Regions from separate parts of the Pan troglodytes genome. Here region 2 is linked to region 1. Evidence: chromatin contacts called from public Hi-C data. All regions are on one chromosome and are shown on one strand. Each heading gives the region's core, a stretch centred on a gene start, on an enhancer-like site or on the middle of the called end of the contact. The rest is flanking DNA. Distances are from core to core; before and after follow the strand shown.

Evidence for each region. A called contact is a pair of places that touch in the nucleus more often than the background predicts.
Region 2: a Hi-C map of stem cell-derived neural progenitor cells shows a contact between it and region 1, with 4 times the contacts expected there. The contact joins the promoter of ATG16L1 here to the promoter of INPP5D in region 1. A contact is called at or near these places in 2 of 7 Hi-C or Micro-C datasets (induced pluripotent stem cells and stem cell-derived neural progenitor cells).

What each region holds. Positions count from the first base shown.
Region 1 is chr13:135,263,085-135,266,044 of NHGRI_mPanTro3-v2.0_pri, reverse strand. INPP5D (inositol polyphosphate-5-phosphatase D) reads right to left here and starts at 1,707. Exons shown (of 27, transcript XM_016950726.3): 1 at 928-1,707. The coding sequence starts at 1,061.
Region 2 is chr13:135,455,031-135,457,833 of NHGRI_mPanTro3-v2.0_pri, reverse strand. It overlaps ATG16L1 (autophagy related 16 like 1), which reads right to left and starts at 1,380. Exons shown (of 17, transcript XM_001150056.6): 1 at 1,042-1,380. The coding sequence starts at 1,156.

The DNA.
Region 1 (2,960 bases), core at 458-2,957:
CATTTCTGCCAGCCCAGGGATGCTACTTGAGATGTTCAGGTGGACACACATTTCCCTGACTACACTCCGGCACTGCCTGAGGCCCCGGCAAAATGATTAGACCAAGAGCTGCAGGGCAAGGCCCCCCTATGATTAGACCAAGAGCTGCAGGGCAAGGGCCTCCTTCAGACACTGGACAGGAAGGGGGTTTTAGAAAGGAACCTTCAGCAAGTGGCTGGTTCCTCCATTGTTAGCACAGCTGGTACATTCAGTAACATCCCCAACCAGGCAGTGGGAGGAGTTGATGGTGACAGAGACCCAAATTGAGGGGGTGGGGGGTGGGCAGAGGTCACAGCCGAGTGCTCAGGAGAGAGAAGAGGCTGCTCGCTGGTGGTAATGGTGACTTCCTCTGCTCTCAGGCCCCTGAAAGCAGCTTCTGACTGAACGGAAAGTCCTTTCTTGATTAAACTCACCCCATATTCTTGGCTCGCCAAACAACAGCTTCCTCCAGGGGCCCGAAGCCTGGGTGCTCCAGGAAGGGTCCCCCTTGCCACCTTTGCTCTTCTCAGGGTTTCTGAGCTGGGCATCTTTGAGCTGATCTCTAACACACCCACCTCCACAGAGCCCTCAGCTTCCTCCTGGCTCAAAAAGCCCAAACTCCCTTCTCTCGGTCCCCAGACTCCAAGGAAGCCACAAGGTCCACACAGCTCATGGGAAGCTGGGGTGTAAGATCAGGCCTCAGAGTGGTTCTGACAGCTCCAAGGCTGCAAAACCTGCCACGAGACCAGCTCTCTGAACTCCAAGGACAAGGTCCATGACAGGGTGGCGGGGAAGTGTGCATGTCAGATCACTCTGTCCTGTGACATAAGAACAACCCATCCCAAAGCTAGGCCCCCTCTAAGCCCCTCTGTCATATCTGTGCCTGGGGAGGGAGCAGGTTGTACTCACAGCACGCAGAGCGCGTATGCCCGGGAGATGGACTCGCTGGCACGCACGAGGAAGCTCCCGTCCTTGCCCGTCCTGGAAAGCAGCTCCTCCGCCTTGGAGCGGGTGATGTTGCCGTGGTTCCAGCAGGGGACCATGGTGGGCGTGGGCTTCCTCGGCCGGGCCGGCGGGCACCCCCAGGACCCACACACCACCGAGGGGAGCGGAGGCCCCTCCACTGCAACCTGCCGCCTGTTGCCTCTTGGTGGCCTCGGCTGCTGCCACCAGCTTAACTGACTGACTTCCTGTTTCAGGCGCTCAGCGAGGGAAAGGAAACTGAGCTGCGGAGAACTTCCTCATTACAGAAACCAAGCAAGAGAGAGAGAGAGAGAGAGAGAGGGGGGCCCTGGCCGTCAACCATCCCCTACACCCTGCCACGGCTGCCGCGGCTCTCTCACCGGCCCTCTCCTTCCTGGCAACCAGTCGCAGCCTACAATTGAAGTGTCCAGTGGCAGCTGAAGTCCCCCTGGGTGGAATGACCGGCTCTGGAGACGTCAGGAGAGTTGTGGCCACTTCTGAAGAAGCATGGCCTAGCAGGCATGGGTGGGCCAGAGGAGTGGTTCTTCTGCGGCCGTGCTGACACCCACGTGGGATGCCATGCCCTAGACAGGCCCCCGAGCCTTCTGCTCTCCCCCAGGGCTTTTCAACACCCACCCTGAACCTCCAAAACACCCAAGGGGGCACAGCTTCTCAACTGGGACTACGGCCTGCCCAGGACAGAGCAAACTTGAGGGGGAGGGGACAGTCGAGCCCCACCCCTCCCCTTTAGAGACTCCCAGCGGCCTGGGTGCTGGGAGACCTTGGCCGCCACCAGCCGAGGGCGCCAAGGTCCAAGTGATGGCTCTGTGACCCCATTATCCTCATTCCCAGGGGCGGGTGGGTGCTGCACGGGCAGCACAGCTCTGATCCCTGCAGTCCAGCTTGGAGACACACAAAGGGAGCTTGGAGGGGATGTGGACCGTTTACAGCGGGAATATAGGCTGGGTTTTTCCCTGGGCTTCTCCAGGATGCTGGGGAAACAAGCTTGGAGAGGAGAACCCCAAAGCCCCATAGGGCAGGCTGGCCGCCTGGCCAAGGACAACACTGGGTGCTGAGTCCTGCATCTCAGCAGTCGGGGTGGCCGGTCGGACTGCACCGCCTCCAAGACTGGGCATGGCCACATTTGCCCACCACTCAAAGAGGAGCTGCCTCTCCAGGGACCGCCATCCAGGACCAGTCATTTCTGAGGGCTCTGCGGTGGACACCCATCCCTCAGCCCCCAGACCTGGGCACCCTCCGTCCTTGGGTCAGGCCCACCAAGGCCGAAGGGGCACGTGTTGACCCGCTGCACAAAGAGTGCCCCCACCGTCCCACATCCAGGCCTTGGCCTCCAGGACATGACAACAGACTCCCTCCAGGAAGGGGCACCAGCCAGGCAGCGCCACCACATTCAAGCTGTGGGAACCTGGTCAAGTTTCTTCTCTCTCTTGGCCTTGGTTTCTTCTTGTCTAACTTGAAGGACGTAGCTCGTAAAAGAGCTCACATGTGCCCAGGGGCTCAACATGTGTCACACTGATGGTTGTCCCAGAACAGGGACCCCAGCACCTCCCCGCTGAGCAGCACACACGGCAGGCGAGTCTGTAGGGCAGACAAAGCACTCCCAGTCAAGGACCTCTGGCCAGGCTGGGAGCCAGGCGTGGGGATAGAGTGGTGATGGGAACTGGCCTCCACGCTCCGGCCCTTCCGGAGCTCGCCACCTCTGCAGCAGCCCAGTGTGGAGGCCTCTCATTCCCCACCCACGCCTCCACTCAGCACCTGTCCACCCCCTCCTTATGGGGTCATCTCCTATGCTCCCATTGTGCACCTTCGCACCCTTCTCACTTCCCTGCTGGCCTCCACCAACATCCATGAAGTCTCGGACCACGCCACCAGGAGGATCCATTTGCAATACTGGTCCCTTTACACCTCCACCCACTCATCTCTAGAGACCCCTACCATGCCAAGACTGCCCTACTTAG
Region 2 (2,803 bases), core at 131-2,630, 190 kb before region 1:
TGATTCTAATGTGGAGCTAAGTTTGAGAACTACTGATTTTGCACAATCAGAATGCAATATAAGGCAGCAATTATTATTCTGAATATCATCATCAGCATAACTTGAGAAAGTCGTCAGGTTTACTTTCAGACGCAGATGGAACCACCTTAGGAGCATTATGATTTAGGTAAAGGTACAAACATTTTTGTACCCTTAAGCTGCAAGCAGTAAGGGGAAAGAAAACCACCTCTTTCATACTGAAGATTTCAGTAACAGTAAAGGTTCTGTTAATATTAAGATATTAACACCAAGGTGGGGCCGGGCTCGGTGGCTCACGCCTATAATCCCAGCACTTTGGGAGGCCGAGGTGGGAAGATCGCTTGAGCGCAGGAGTTGGAGACCAGCCTGGGAAACACAGTGAGACCTCGTTCCAAAAAAATTTTTTTAAAAAAATTAGCCGACCGTGGTGAAGCGCGTCTGTAATCCCAGCTACTCGGGAGGCTTAGGTGGGAGGATCACTTGATCCTGGGAGTTTGAGACTGCAGTGAGCCGTGATCTCCGCCACTGCACTCCAGGCTCGGCGACACAGCAAGACCCTGATCCCCTATCCCGTTTCCCCGCAAAAAAAAACCACCAACGTGGAGTAAGGGAAGTAAGTTTGAGGAATCAAAGGCCACCCGTTCCAGTGCATTGAGAAGGCAATGTTAATTCTGCGACTGAAAGTCAACGACCGTTTCATTAACATGACCCCATAGATGGGATGTTTCTGGGACCTATTTAAGTGCATAAGCATTGTTATGAGCTACTGGGATTTACAAATACAAACACGAACTGTGCCTCCCCACAAAGATCGTACAATTTAATAGGGAAAATCCTCCAAAGATAAAACGCAGGTTAGAAAAAACATTTAAAAGGCGTGGGGCGTCCCAAGCGCGGGTTACCCGAGGCGGCCGCCATGCGTGCGGGCGGCGCCAGGTACTCGGCCTCAGGTTCCCGCTGACGCCCCGCATGCCTCCGCGGGGCCCGCCCGCCCGGCTCCCAGCCCGCACCGGCGCCGCTCACACTGCAGGATGATCTCCTCGAACGCCTGTCTCTGCAGCCGGTCCCGGCGCCTCAGTTGCTCCGAGATGTGGCGCTTCCAGCGGGGGAAGTCAGCGGCGCGGAGGCCCGACGACATGTCACTTGCTGCCCCGGCACCTCAGCGCCACCAATGCGAGCGAGGGCTGACGGCCGCAGCCTGCAGCATGAGGCAACCAGCAGAAGCGGGAATGCCGGCAATCCCGGAGCTCACCTCCACACACTGGCCGTACCCGAGACCATCCGGGACGGTCTTCCGGCTCATGCCGGAAATGATTTTCGAGAGGGCCGGAAGACCCTCCCCCTCACCCGAAGCACGGGCTCAGGGGCCGGTGCCTACGCAGGGCGCTCGCTAGTGACGCCAGCCTGTAGCCGGAAGCGTCAGCTGCAGAGGAGCGGCCGCTTGGGGGCGTCCGGGCCCTGCGCAAGGCCCAGCGCCGGGCGGGAAGGAGGCAGGAAAGGGGCCGCTTCCGCCTGACTGCTTACTTTTCTTTTGCTGCTTTTCAACCCTTTTCGTGTTTTCTTTCTTGGCCTGTCTCCCCCTACTTTTTTTTAAATCGCAGTTTAGGAACAAATGGGGTTCCCTCCATAGTAGCTCTGTGGCTGTGGATGAGTGACAGCCTACCTAAGCCTCAGTTGTCTCATCTGTAAAATGGGGACAGTAATGATACCTACCTCAGAAGGTTGTCACGAATAGTAAAACGAAAAACCCATGTAATGCAGTCAGCACTGTGCTTGGTACAGGGGAAACCTAAGTTTACAAAGACACCTGGTGTCTTCCCAAGGCCTACCCTGACAGCAGGAGCATTGCCATCTTGGACAACTGCCACCATTTTAAGTTCCCCTTGATTAAGAAACTGCCTAAATCCAACCCAAAAACATCAGCCTAATGGCTAATGTCAGCATAACCAGAAACATTCCAACCCTAAGATAAACCCACTTCCAACCAGAAACATGCCAACCCGGAGATAGCCTCCCCTCCAGCCAGAGACTTTCCAACCCTGCAATAAACTTTCCCTCATACAGAAACATTACGAACCTGCAATAAGCTCACCGCTTCGTAAACCCTTAAACACCCTTAATGTGTAAGAGAAAACGCTCCTGACCAAAATCGACAAGAAGCCCCTCTCAGGTTTATTCTCCAAAATAAACCTGTCTTTGACTGTTAAGCTGCTTTTCGTGTTTCTTTCTTGTTTCTTAACTCTTACATACCTGAAGTCAGGGTGCGTTGGCAAGAGTGTCCCACTGAACTTGGAAACAGGTTTTGTGGTTTGTTTGGGGTTTTTGTTTTTGTTTGCAATGGAGAAGAGAACTGGAAACAGGAGCTAAGAAAGATGTGAATTGTGTATCAGAGTTTGTCTTCATCATTAGAATCCTAGAAATTGTGGCCTGACAATAAATGGAGCCTTAGAAGGTAATCTGAGGCTGTAGATGTTGAAAGGGGGAGATGAAGACACACTGGCTCCTGAGAAAGTTGTGTCTGTGAACAAGCTCAGTAGAATGGAAAACCCAGTTCTGTAATAGAGTTGCTGGAGCTCCATCTGCCTTTAACAATTAGTGAATTTACTGCATGAAAATGGAGCCAGACAAAGTAGTTGGCCAAAAGAGGAAAGGAATATCAGAAACTACCTTCTCTTCCAGTGTGTCTCAAGTCCAGAGGAAGGTCCTTCAGAGACAGATAAGAAGAACTTAGGCTGAGGAGAGGAGGACAGTCAGGCTTCTAGCACTGTAGTTAAAGATGGTTCAC